Linked DNA regions of Sus scrofa: all the other regions are linked to region 1. Evidence: chromatin contacts called from public HiChIP or PLAC-seq and promoter capture Hi-C data. All regions are on one chromosome and are shown on one strand. Each heading gives the region's core, a stretch centred on a gene start, on an enhancer-like site or on the middle of the called end of the contact. The rest is flanking DNA. Distances are from core to core; before and after follow the strand shown. Region 1 holds the start of GBF1 (Golgi-specific brefeldin A-resistance guanine nucleotide exchange factor 1). Region 2 holds the start of TRIM8 (probable E3 ubiquitin-protein ligase TRIM8). Region 3 overlaps SUFU (suppressor of fused homolog).

What was found. Promoter capture Hi-C pulls out the DNA fragments that hold promoters and counts their contacts. HiChIP or PLAC-seq counts read pairs in DNA pulled down with a chosen protein or histone mark.
Region 2: a contact with region 1 is called in an H3K27ac HiChIP or PLAC-seq map of alveolar macrophages. The contact joins the promoter of TRIM8 here to the promoter of GBF1 in region 1. A contact is called at or near these places in 1 of 47 Hi-C or Micro-C datasets (liver) and 2 of 2 datasets of contacts at active chromatin or transcription factors (alveolar macrophages and skeletal muscle).
Region 3: a contact with region 1 is called in a promoter capture Hi-C map of fetal liver, with 2.0 times the contacts expected there. The contact joins the enhancer-like site here to the promoter of GBF1 in region 1. A contact is called at or near these places in 2 of 5 promoter capture datasets (fetal liver and liver), 7 of 47 Hi-C or Micro-C datasets (blood, heart right ventricle, omental adipose tissue and 3 more) and 1 of 2 datasets of contacts at active chromatin or transcription factors (alveolar macrophages).

What each region holds. Positions count from the first base shown.
Region 1 is chr14:113,242,854-113,247,228 of Sscrofa11.1, forward strand. It overlaps GBF1 (Golgi-specific brefeldin A-resistance guanine nucleotide exchange factor 1), which reads left to right and starts at 2,633. Exons shown (of 42, transcript XM_003483549.4): 1 at 2,633-2,902.
Region 2 is chr14:113,635,197-113,639,571 of Sscrofa11.1, forward strand. It overlaps TRIM8 (probable E3 ubiquitin-protein ligase TRIM8), which reads left to right and starts at 2,241. Exons shown (of 6, transcript XM_001928904.7): 1 at 2,241-3,849. The coding sequence starts at 3,280.
Region 3 is chr14:113,589,121-113,593,495 of Sscrofa11.1, forward strand. It overlaps SUFU (suppressor of fused homolog), which reads left to right. Exons shown (of 14, transcript XM_021072750.1): 7 at 54-139; 8 at 393-465; 9 at 3,754-3,907. Among named protein-coding and RNA genes, the nearest start is that of TRIM8, 46 kb to the right of the region's middle. Within about 2 kb of position 1,756, at least 15 of the 83 cell types and tissues checked have an H3K27ac peak or open chromatin away from gene starts, as enhancers often do. A contact at or near this core is called in fetal liver, omental adipose tissue and retroperitoneal adipose tissue, where this site is marked.

The sequences.
Region 1 (4,375 bases), core at 1,383-3,882:
TTTGTCTTTTTGCCTTTTCTTGGGTCGCTCTCGTGGCATATGGAGGTTCCTAGGCTGGGGGTTGAATCGGAGCTGTAGCCGCTGGCCTACGCCAGAGCCATAGCAACGCGGGATCCGAGCCGCGATTGCAAACTACACCACAGCTCACAGCAACGCTGGATCCTTAACCCACTGAGCAAGGGCAGGGATCGAACCCGCAACCTCATGGTTCCTAGTCGGATTAGTTAACCACTGAGCCACGATGGGAACTCCTTTCTTTCTTTCCTTCCTTCCTTCTTTCTTTCTTTCTTTCTCTTTCTTTCTTTCCTTTTTTCTCTTTCTCTCTCTCTCCTTCCTTCCTTCCTTTCTTTTCCATTTTATCTTTTTAGGGTTGCACCCACAGCACATGGAAGTTCCCAGGCTAGGGGTCTAATCGGAGCTGCACCTGCCGGCCTACTCCACAGTAACTTGGAATCTAAGCCGCGTCTTCGATCTACACTGAAGCTCATGGCAACACCAGATCCATAACCCACTGAATGAGGCCAGGGATCGAACCTGTGTCCTCATGGGTACCAGTTGGGTTCGTTACTGCTGAGCCATGACGGGAACTCCAGTAACATATTTCTAACCAAGCTTCATTTTTCCAACTCCTAGTCATCCCCTGAAGTTCCACTAAGGCCTCATTCTCTTGGGAAGCCTTTCCTGAATTCCCAGGAATTAGCTATATGTCTAGCCTTTTGCTCCCACAACCCTCTTGTGCATACCCTCTATTACCCCACCCATAATATTGAAGAGATCAGCTTATGTGTTGTCCCTTATGATACTCAGATTTAGGAGGGCAAGAACCATGTTTCCCTGATCTTTCTATTCTTAAGCATAATGTAGAAATTTAATACTAAAATCTAAGATGGAGACGTTTTGACTGGTAAGATAATGTAGGTTAGAAGGGGCTGGGGCGTTGTCATCTTTTTCCTTATCTCTAATACACAATTGCATTCGTGCTTTCAGATCGATTAATTTCTAGAGGTATGTAGGAGTGGAGATGGGGTAGAAGGGAGTTTTGGGCCACTTAGAGAATTTTCCAGTTTATTATCCAGGACTTCTCTGAGATATGCCCAAGAGACCAAGTATCAGTTTTCAAATGAAGGTGGAAAATGGCTCAGAGGTAGTGTGGAAAGAGATGCTATGGTGGTTGTACCCGCTACTCCTGACTTTTTGGGTGAAAGAGGCAAGGTCTTCACCTGGACCCAGAGATCAGGAGCCCAAAATCCAGGTGCAGGAAGCTGTTAAGGAATTCTTCTGATGTCAGTTCTGGTGGTTTCTTCATATTAGAGGGTTCTAGCCCAAGGTTGGTCTTTGGCTGTCTGGTTTTGAGACCACATTCCTATGGGGTTAGGAATGGAGTTTCCCTGGACTTGGGTCATCCATAAATGGGAGAAAATGAGGGGAGAGTTGGTATCTTCTTTTACTGTGTCCCAGCAGTCTCTTCAGATCTGCAGGAACACCTGGGCTTTATTCCAGCAGACAGGCTAGGAATTCCACCATTCAATCTGCAAGGAGAAAGTCATCTTTCTGTCCTCTTTCTACACACTCTTACTTCTAGGTAATTCTAAATAACTTGGTACCCTGTATCTTCTCTTGCCAGGGGAGAAGCAGCTGGGGGCAGGAGAGTGAATACTGTGGGCTAGCATCTTGCCCTCAGGCCTCTTAGCATTTCTAAGGCAAACAGTAAAGGTTTCAGTTTCCTGTCCCTGGTGATGAGGACTAACCCGTGTGGTTAGCTTTTTTTCCAGGTAGGTAAAGGGTGTCTGAGGCTTAGGATGAGGGTCAGAGCTGGGAGTCACAGTCTGATAGACTAAAGCATAAGAAATATCGAAGGGCAGTGAAAAAGAGAGCTGGAGTGGAGTGAGGACACCTGGGTTTGTCTCTCTGCTCTGTAATTAACTAGCTATAAAAAAACGTGGGGGCTCTCTTTCCATTCTGGGAATCAGTTTCCTGCTCTGCAAAATGAAAGGACCTGAATTAGATACCCAAGGTTTCTGTCACCTCCCATTGTCTCCATCGGCGCAAGTCATAGAAACAAAGTTGAGATGGGACGGACTCATCTATGAGAAGCCAAACAGGGCAAGCGGACGGGACGGTGGGGGAAGGGAGTTTGGAATAGATTGCTCCTCCATCCTGGAGGGAGCCCAGCGATGCCTCGAAAGGAAATGATCCCTCAAGGGTCACGGTATTGGCCCAGGTGACTTTAATAAGGAGTGGCAGCGGGCATCGGGATGGGGGGGAGTAAGGCCGTCCACTCAGGCTCTCAAAACGGACCCCGCCCCCTTTCCAGCAAATCATAGCTTTCTTCCCCATAATGCCCAGCAGCCACTGTCAAGCCACGCACTGCAACCAAACTCTACCCAACTCCGCCTCTCCAACTGCCCAGCACAAATTCTCCTTTTTTATTGGCTTTCATAACTGTCACTCAGAGAGTCCTCATATCCGTTGGTTGTCCCCTGCCTACCCTTTTCTTTCCCTTGTAATCTAGCCTCTTCGGGCACTACCCGCCTCCAAAAGCCAATTTCCTTTCTTCAATTGGATAGCTGGAATGCCACTTTTCACAGTGCAAAGCTATGATTGGCTGTGCGCGGCAGGCTCGCGCAGTTACCAGGCAGCGGGCTAGACTGAGGCTAGTTACCACGTCAGTGAGCTGACAGGGAAGGCAGCCGGCTCCACCGCCCGTTCCGGTCGACTCTTCCCGACCAACTGTGCGGCTCTTGATTTCAGCGTCAACTCCCAGGAAACGAGCACCTTCCCTGCTCGCATCTGCCACCAGAGCCGGTAGAGCAGCTGGGAGACGCCTTCGGGGCCTGGGCTGGACATGAGCAGCGGCTGCCGGTCCTGGGACTAGGCCCCGCCATTTTGGATCCGCTGACAGGTCAGCGAAGTCTCTTAAGAGTTCCAGAGTCGTGAAGGCCGCTCTGACATCGCGAGAGGGAATAGGGGAGGAGGGCCCTTAAATTGAATGAGCCGGGGCAGAATCGAGAAGAGGGAGAGAATGTTATGGGAGGGAACTGGGAGAGGTGCAGGGGGGCAAAGGTCAGGCCCCTGCCGCCGGAGGGACGACTTCGACTCTGGCTTTCGATCTCCTTCGGATGCCGGAATCCTTCTTCCTGTGTTCCTAGATTTAACCTAGTCGTCAGCTTCTCGCTTCCGGAGCTTTCTACATCCTAAAGGGCCGAGTCCCCAGAACCTGAAAGGAAACCTTGAGAGTACTGTATCTTCTTTTCAGGGTTGCTTTTTAGACTTTAGATATGGGAGTCTTTCCAGATTCTGTACAGCATCCACCTCTGTGTGAGTGTCTCATTAATACAGCTGAACTGCATCGTTAATGATGATGAACTAATGCAACCTAGACCAGGATTGAGGCCAGCCTCTTTGGAACCTGGGCTAAGAGAAGGCTTTCCTTTTATGTGGTTTGTATGTAAACACTGGCCTTGTTTTCTGAGCTTGTTTCTTCGTTTACACAATCTTTTACAGATGTTCATTTCTAGTGTATGTTTTTGGTTGACATTCCCTCCAACCCCCACCCCCAGGTCTTCTCTTCAGTTGGCCTAAGGAGATGAAGTTCAGTCTCAAGAAAGCCACTCTATTATGACATATCTGGATGAGAGCAGAGAGGAACTTCAAGACTTGAATTTGAGTGCCTGTGAAGTTGGTACTATTGGCCTATTTAGTGGATAAAAAAGTCATGAGAGGTGTTCAGTCAGTTTAAAAGCGGTAGGGTTAGGGCAGCAGAATGAATGATGGGACATAACCCCAAAGTGTAGTTTATGGCACTGCAGTGACCTTTGATAAACAGCTGTATTATAAAGCTATAAAAGTCCTTCACGAGTAAAGAATGCCTTTAGAAATGAGGAATGATGTAGATAGTGTTTTTTAAAACACAATGTAGAAATTTGCACACACAGGGGACTCCTGGGCCCTGTGGAGGATACTGAGAGAAAGGTCTCTTTGGGGATTGTTCTGCTCAGTTTGTGCACTTCTTAAAAGCAGTAGCTTATATGTGCACTGGCTTAGCTAGAGCAATAGGGATAAAGCAATATCAACCAAATGCCTTTTCAGCATGTAGTAGACACTCAATAAGTGTTACCTGTACCTAGGATTAGTTTTAGTATATGATCCTGACTTATGGCCTTGGTTCTAGTCCTGGCAGTCAGAACTTTTTGCGTGATGAGGTAGTAACAAGGAAGGTCAAAACCTTATTGTGTCAGAAAGGAAAGCTGTCTAGGTTCTGGAGTGACTAAACTCTGCTCTCCGGAAATTGTGTGTGTGTGTGTGTTGGTAGAGGAGGATAGCATCGTTTGTATTTATTGATTTAGAATAAGTTGGATGGAAATGGTACAAGAAA
Region 2 (4,375 bases), core at 991-3,490, 390 kb after region 1:
AGGGAATCCAGGGCCTAGCTAAATGTCTGGTACATTAGGTTTTTGTTAAATATTTAACTGACCAGTTGACTTCAGTTTTTTAAGCCTCCATTTCCTTATTAATTGAAGAGGGATAGTAATGCTTATTTTGCTTGGTAGTGGTTTTTTTTTTGTTTTTTTTTTTCCTTTTAGGGACACACCCAGGGCATAGGGAGGTTCCCAGGCTAGGTGTCACATCCGTGCTGCCGGCCTACCACAGCCACAGCAATGCCAGATCTGAGCAGCATCTGCGACCTACACCCCAGCTCACAGCAACACCAGATCCTTAACTCACTAAGCAAAACCAGGGATTGAACCCGCGTCCTCATGGATACCAATCGTGTTCTTAACCCGCTGAGCCACAACAGGAACTTGCTTGGTAGTTTTAAGGGTCAGAAATGTTGGGGAAAGTATTGAGGACACTGGGGAAATTGCTGCACAGTGAACCTTTGCAATTCACGGCTCAGTTCCATCAGACAGACGAGTCGACCGACAAACCCTCCTTTCCCTCTCAGGTAAAAAGCGCAATGAGTGAGGAGGCCCAGGAAGAAGTGGTCCCACCTCGTAGCATTATCATCTCCCTTTTAAGAAGCGAGGAAACTCATCCCCCAACCCCAATGTTTAATGTACCGAAGTTAGTGCGAGTCACGTGAGGCTCTAGTGTTTGCTCCGCCTTAAAGAGGCGGAGCCTCAGCTTGGGGACCAATAGCGGGAACAGCCTCCGGAACAGCCCCCAACTCCAGACAGGGAAAAGGGGAGGAGCCGAGCGTCTCAGCAGCTGTAACAGCACTTCCGGACAGTATGCCCCGCCTCCTCCTCCTCCCGCCTCTCGTGTCGGCTTATTTCTCCTTTGCCGGGTGGGCAGAACCAGCGGGTGCTGATTACAGGCGCCGGCGTTGCGTTGCTGCTTTCTCCTCGGCTCCCCTCCCAGCCCTCCCCCACCCCGTCCCCCCCTTGCAGAGTAGCGGGACCGGCCTTGATGTAGGGACACCACCCTCCTCTTTCCGCCCTAGCTCGGGAGTCCGGCTCACCGTAACCCCCTGCCCGCTCGCGTCCCCACCCTGCCAGCAGCACTTTGCTGCGAGCCCATTGTATCCTCCCCATCTCCGGGCTCATGCTCCGAGGCTGGGCCGTGGAGGGAAGATCGGGGACCTCTGTGCACCCCTCCAGCCAGTCCAGCGAGTCGGGGCCCCTCCCCCGCTTGCCCTCCTCGCAACAGCGAGATAGCGGCGAGGGCGCCCTTCCCTCGCGTCTAAGGCGGAGAGGGCCGACTGGCGGGCAGCAGGGACGCACAGCTCCCCCCTCCCCAGCCCCAGCGGCGAACCCCACCCCCCCCGTCCCCTTCCTGGGAGAAGGAGAGCCCAAGCCCGAGCGAGCCGAGGCAGGAAAAGGCAGCTGTGGACTGCCTGGCCCGCAGATCATTTTTATTATCGAGATTATTATTAAAAGGGGGCAGGGAGCCCAGGATGCGGGGGAAGGGGCTAGAGACGCAGCTATTTTTATTAAACAGATTAGTCCTGAAATAATAATAATACGCGCAAGATGGCTGAAGGTGGCTGTGATGAGAATGTTGGGGTTTTTTTTCCCTTTTTTTTTTTTTTTTTTTTTTTTTTTGATCTGAGGATAAAGCTCTGAGTCGACAGCCGCTGCGGAGACCCTGCCCGGAGTGCCCTGCCCCCAGCTGAGAAGCAGCGGGAGGACAAACGACCCACCGACGGAGCGACCGGCGCGGGCCCGCCCCGGACGCGTCGCCTGGGCAGCAGCTGGGGGCCGCGGGCGCTTGCCTTTCTGCCGACTTCTTCCAATTCTAATCTTTTTATATTTTTTGGAAAGAACCGGGGTGGGTGGAGCAGAGGTGGAGAGAAATCGGGACTTGGCATTTTCTCCCCTCTCTCCTAATTTGAGGGAGCTGCCAGCCCCTCCGCTTAAAAAAAAAAAAAAAAATCCCACCGAAAAAAAGAGAGCGAGAGATAGAAAGAACGCTGCAGGACCCTCCAGCAAGCGCGCTCGGACCTCTGGCCGCCACCGCGGCGGCCGCCGGGAGCCCAAGATGGCTGGGCGCTGAGGGAGGTAGCCCGGCCCGGCTGGCTCGGCCCGGCCCCGCCGCAGCAGGCTGGCTCCGACCGCAGCCCGGAGCCTTCCAGGCCGGAGCAGAGGCCGAGAAGAAAAGAAAGTGGGGGGAGGGGGGCCGAGGTGGCGAAGGGGGAGGGCCGGGCGGGGGGGAGGGGAGGGCCGGGAGCTGAGCCTCCTGTTCATTAGCAGTTGAGAAAAATTCCTTTCTAGTTTGATCAATCCTTGTTTTCCTCGGCAGAGCCGGGGCGCCCGCCCAGCGCGGAGACCGAGAGCGGGGTCTCTCCGCGGCGGGGGCGCCCGGCGCCGGGCCTCGGGGGAGCGCAGAAGTAGCGACGAGGGGGTCAGTCCGGAGCACAGCCGGGGCTTCTCCTCCCTCCCTTTCTGGTTGGCTTTTTTTTTTTTTTTTTTTTTTTTTCCACTTCTCTCCCTCCCCCTTCCGTTTCTATTTGTGAAGGGAGGAGGAAGGCAGAGGCGGGCTGGTGTCTCTGGCCGGGGACTGGAATTTCATCTGAATGACTGCCCCTGCGCGCACGCAGCGCCCCGGAGTCGGCCCGCCTGCGCCCCGCAGCCTGCACCCGCAGACGGACGGCCGGCCCAGGGGCGCCCGCGCTGCGACCCGGGGACCCGCTCGCTTTGCCCGCCCAGTCCGGATCTAGCAGTTCTCCGCGCGGCCGCACTCGCTTCCCCGGCCTCTCGGACCCCGGTCGAGGCGAGGGAGGCGCGGCGCCGGCGAGCCAGGAGGGAGCCACCATTGCCGCCGCCGCCCCCGTCGCTGGAGAAAGTGTGCGGCTCCCGGGCTCTGTCCGCCTTGGGGCGCGCCCCAATGTCAGCCGTGGGGCCGAGCGCAGGCCGCGGGCCGCCGCTGCCCTAGCCGTACCGACCCGGAGGCGGCCTCTTATATGGAATTTGGACCCCGGCGCTCCCCTCCAGGGCTGGTGCCCCGGCCGCGGCCCTGGCGCAGTCCGCTGCCTCCCGCTAGGCGCTCGGGAGGAGGAGGAGACGCAGCCGGCTGCGCGCGCGGCTTGAGGACCGAGGCTCCTTCCTCTGGGGGGCGGGCGCGCGGAAGGCGCTGGTGACTGAGCGACTGTCGGGGCCGCCTGGGGCTGGAGCTCGGGGCTCGGTGGGCCTAGAGCTGCACTGGAAGGACCTCCAGGGTTGGGTAGTTGGGGAGAGCTGCCCGCAGCCGCCATGGCGGAGAATTGGAAGAACTGCTTCGAGGAGGAGCTCATTTGCCCCATCTGCCTGCATGTCTTCGTGGAGCCGGTGCAATTGCCGTGCAAACACAACTTCTGTCGGGGCTGCATTGGCGAGGCGTGGGCCAAGGACAGCGGCCTGGTGCGCTGCCCCGAGTGCAACCAGGCTTACAACCAGAAGCCCGGCCTGGAGAAGAACCTGAAGCTCACTAACATCGTGGAGAAGTTCAACGCCCTGCACGTGGAGAAGCCGCCCGCGGCGCTGCACTGCGTGTTCTGCCGCCGCGGCCCCCCGCTGCCCGCGCAGAAGGTCTGCCTGCGCTGCGAGGCGCCCTGCTGCCAGTCCCACGTGCAGACGCACCTGCAGCAGCCCTCTACCGCCCGCGGGCACCTCCTGGTGGAGGCGGACGACGTGCGGGCCTGGAGCTGCCCGCAACACAACGCCTACCGCCTTTACCACTGCGAGGCCGAGCAGGTGGCGGTGTGCCAGTACTGCTGCTACTACAGCGGTGCGCATCAGGGACATTCGGTGTGCGACGTGGAGATCCGAAGGAATGAGATCCGGGCAAGTACCCTGCACACATACACACACACACTCCCTACTGCCTGGGGACCACCCATCCCGATAGGCTGACTCTTGTGACATCAGGCCAGAGGGCCCCCTTCCAAACTCTACTACTCTGTAAGTTCGGAGGCAAGAAGGGTCCCCAGTCCCTCCTTCATGGATTCCTGCACCTGTGCTCATAGGGTCCCTCTTGTGAGTCACGTATAAAATTGAGGTGTGGGGTTGTCAGGGGTAGAGTTTGGGTGCTGCTTTTCTGTTTTGCCCGCAGCTCCCTCCCCCTCCCGGCGTTGTTTCCGTAGGCCCTACGGGAAGTCACCAAAGGCAGTGACCCAGGTCCTGCTTCTCCAGCTGCTGTTTATGTAATGAGTGTCCTGGTGCCGCTGCTGTGGCTGACATGATCCATGATGCTGGCATACCAATGAGGAAGTAAACAAAAGCAGCCATGTTAGTTTCAAGCCCTATTGGAAACACACTGGGGGGGGGGGAGGTGGAGGGGAGCTTCCGGAGGGAGAGCAGAACTCCTGGT
Region 3 (4,375 bases), core at 506-3,005, 350 kb after region 1:
GGCAGGAGGAATGACCATTGACACACAATAGCGTCTTTGTCCCTGGGTCTCAGATCGTTGGCGTCTGCACCGAGGAGCTCCACGCAGCCCAGCAGTGGAACGGGCAGGGCATCCTGGAGCTGCTGAGGACGGTCCCCGTGTGAGTGCACCCCTGCGCCGTGAGGTGGGGCCTGGCTCCTGGGCCTGGGGTTGGGAGCCCCTCCTTCCCCCAGCAACGTGTGGGTGCCCCCTTACATTGCTGCGCGGGCTCTGGGTTTTCACACTGGGCAGGGCTTCCCCATCACTCTCCCTGACTGTCCCCCGCGTTCGGGGCCGGGGGCAGCAAACAGGGAAGGCTGTAGAGCCAGCCCATCAGCCCCCGTTACCATCCTATCCCCTTTCCTTGTCCACAGCGCTGGCGGCCCCTGGCTGATAACTGACATGCGGAGGGGAGAGACCATATTTGAGATCGATCCACACCTGCAAGTATGTCTTGAGTGAGGAAAACCTTTCTAGCACACACTGTGCCTAGGCCTCTTCCAAATAGCCCTGGCTTTCATCCTGGGAAAACGGAGGAGCTTTATTTGTGAGTGAGTAGAAATGTGGCATGATTGGGAACTTCTCTCCTGAATTCTGCAGAGTACATAAAGGAGCAGGGAGACTTGTCTCAGACACATGCATTTTTGCATTTAAAAGGGATTGATTTTATTGTATGCAAAGTATACATTAATAATTGTGACTTTAAAAAAATTAGATCGGAGTTCCCATTGTGGCTCAGCAGTTATCGAACCCGACTAGCATCCGTGAGGAAACGAGTTTGATCCCTGGCCTCCTTCAGTGGGTTAAGGATCCAAGGTTGCTGTGGCTGTGGTGTAGGCCAGAGGCTGCAGTTCTGATTTGACCCCTAGCCTTGGAAACTCCATATGCCATGAGTGTGGCCCCTAAAAGACAAAAAGACAGAAAAAGAAAAAAATTACCAGCAACAGAAAAAAAAAAAATCAGTATAATGGATAATGCTTGCTTAGTACCCATTCGCCAACAGTCCCCTTCTTAGAAGAACACACATTTTCTTTCAGGGAGTCACCCCCCACCACCCCTTCCTTGTAACAGTAGAGCCGGTGATGTTGACCCCACAGCCCGCCTGCAGCGGGGAGCACTGATTGGTCTAATGATCCCAACCCCCTTTTAGATACATTTTTCTTTTGTTCTTTCTTTCTTTTTTTTTTTGCTTTTTAGGGCCCACCTGCATCACATGGAGGTTCTTAGGCTAGCGGTCAAATCAGAGCTATAGCTGCCGCCCTACGCCACAGGAACAACTAAGCATGATCCGAGCCTCATCTGCGACCTATACCACAGCTCACGGCAACGCTGGATCCTTAACCCACTAATGGGGTCAGGGCTTGAACCAGCATCTTCATATGCTAGTCAGGTTCGTTCCCATTACCACTGAGCCATGACGGGAACTCCTAGATACATTTTTCATCTCGAGTGGTCAGACACAGAGCTCCTCCCCTGGGAAGCTAGCGTTCCTTAATGTGTAAAAGGAAGTCTTTATACACACAGGCCTGCCGTTGTCCACTCGCCGTAGCCCACCTGTACAGTGTCAGGATCATCTTTGGGTTTTTTAGAAAAAGCCCTCTTTTTGCATGCAGGTGAATTTTGAAAGCCACGTGGTGCATAACTTCCTTTCTTATGGGCTGCTCATGAAGCAGGAACCACAGGCAGCTCTTAATGACTCTGGCCTGTGCCTGCCTCCTCCTCCTCTGCCCCGCCCATCGCAGGTCATTGCCCTCTCTGAACCTTTTATGCCTCTGTAAAAACCTGGTAGGCCACAGGCAGCTGCCAGGAGTTATGTGTCCTTTAGGAAGGGCAGGAGGTATCGGGGAGAGGTAGCAAGTGGACATGTAGCCAGCAGTGCCCGGGCTCGTTACTCCTGTGAGCTCTTGGGCGAAGCTCTGCTCATTCACAGATGATGCTCTCTATTTTCCCAGTGCCACGAACACTGAGACATTACCATTTCTGCCAGGATCCTCTGTTATCCCTCCTGTAAACTTGGTTTCCTTGTCATTTCTGCTTATGCAAGAACCAGAAGCCACGAAGGCTGTTTCCCTCAACCCCTGTTCTTCAGCTACCCTGGGATCCAGCACGGGGCACTGTGGGCTGTTGTTTGGCCCCTGTCCTGAGTGCCAGGTGTTAAGGGAGAGCCTGACCCTCTGAGCTAGTAGGGTGATCAGCCCGTTCTTTCTTGCAAGCTGAGAGCAGCTCTCTTCTCTAGTCTTCAGGTGCCCTCAAGACAGGCCAGCAGGACCCAGGACACCTAGTGGTCTTCAAAAGCAAACAGGGGCACCTTGGCGAGACAGTCCAGCTTCCTTCCCTGGTGGCTCCGTGTCCCCAGTGGGAACTCCTTTGTGCTTGCTTTGTCTCTGGGGCCTGCTTGCAGGCGGTTCATTTTAGGGCTGCTCCTGGTCCTTTGCTCCAGGCTCTCCCACTAGCCAGCCCTGTGTGTAAACAAGCCCCTGAACTCCTCTGTGTCTGCACCCCTCCTCCTCTATTTCTAGAATAAGTGGGCTGAGCTCTGTTGTGCCATGAGCGTCCTCTGCTCCTTGCTTAGGTGAGGGGTGTCGGGGTGGTCAGTGGAGAGGGGAAATCACCCTGGGCAAAGCAGGCCCACACGCCCCTGCCTAGAGCGCAGAGAGCCACTCCCTGTCATCAGCCTCCCCTGCCCTTGCTCACGTCCCCGCTTTCCCCAGGCTGATGGCACTGGAGAGGAGGAGAGTGTGATTGATGAGACGGAGGCATCGGGCCAGGGCCACCTGCTGACTGGTCTCGAGAAAGAAGGACCCTGTGTAAGCTTGTGCTTCCCTCGTCAGGCTCCCCAGCTGAGCTCAGGCCAGTTTGGAGCCTGTGGAGCCATGGGGAAGGTCTCCAGACAGGGAGGTGCAGACTCTCACTGAGATACTGACTCAGGAGCTTTGTTTGGCCCACATGACTGTTTATGAACAAGGTTGGGGGAGCCTCCCAGATGAACTTTAATCCGAAGCCCAGCATCACAGCTGTTTGACCAGAAATCCCAGGGTGTTTTTGTTCAACTCTTTCTTGAGGCCACTTGGAGAGAGTTTGGACTCAGCAGAGCCCAGGACTGTGCCAAGGCAGGGCCTCTGGTGGGGTTTGCAGATGTCCCTGTCCTCCAGGCCCCCATTTCAGTCCAAGAAATGGAACAGAATCTCCACCCAGAATCCTTGGCCAAATAAGTTAGCCATGTGGGTGAGGGAAGCACGCCCATCCGCTCCCCCGTGCTCTTCACTGCGTGACCACGCCCTCTGCTGTTAGGAGAGGAAACTGCAGGTGAGGAGTTGCAGAAATGCAGCTGAGCGCAGGCCTCTCCCGGCTTCCACCCTGGCCTCTGTTGCAGATGATCAGTGAGGAGAAGGACTGTGCCTTTCCCCAGGGAAGCAGTTCCTGGCTCTGCCACATCAGCTCCACAAGCCATCATGGGGTGGACAGGGCAGAGTCAGGCCCTGAAACAGGGCTGAAGGTCAGTTTACTGGAAGGCCGATGGTAGAGGATGTTCATTCTTCCCGGTTCCCCTGGAGGAGCCCCGTGGCTGGCAGAGACCAACTTGCTTTAGCAACTAGGGCGCAGTGAGGTCAGAGATCCTGCTCTTCCAACACCTGTCCCCCGCTTAGCTCTTACAAGAGCTCAGTAAATACTGGAAAAGTGCTGGTGACCTTGGTTGGCTGAAGGAACTCTGGTTCTTTGGTTCTTTCCAAGCAGGAGAGAGTTGACAAAGGCATCGAGTCAGACGGCTCCAACCTGAGCGGCGTCAGCGCCAAGTGTGCCTGGGATGACCTGAGCCGACCCCCGGAGGACGATGAGGACAGCCGGAGCATCTGCATCGGCACTCAGCCCCGGCGGCTCTCCGGCAAAGGTAGGGGCTGCTGCCTTCCCTTTCCCCGGGCTGGGATTCAGGCTCTCTAGGATGAGTCACTAGCAAAAACAGCCCAGTGAGTAGTGCATTTCCTGACAGGATTTAAACAGCGAGTGAGGTCTTCAGTAGGGTGGAATGAATCGAGCTTCACTGACCCATTTCTCCTATATCTCCTGTGTGTATTTCACATCCACCACCAGCACTGAGCATCGTGTTTTAGATTTCCCCCTTGCAGTCTGAGGTCATAGAGGTGAGTGGAAGCCCTAGAACAGTTACAGGAAATGGCCACAGTCCACCCAAGTGCAAGAGAACAAGCCTCGGCCACCCACGGAATTGACACAGGGCCCAGCTCTAGCCTGAAACCCATGCCAGACCCGAAGATCTCTCTGGCCTCAGGCCCTCCCAGGCCTCAGACGAGGGAGGCCCGAGTGTGAGGCCACTTTGCACACTTGCCCACTCCACTGTCCT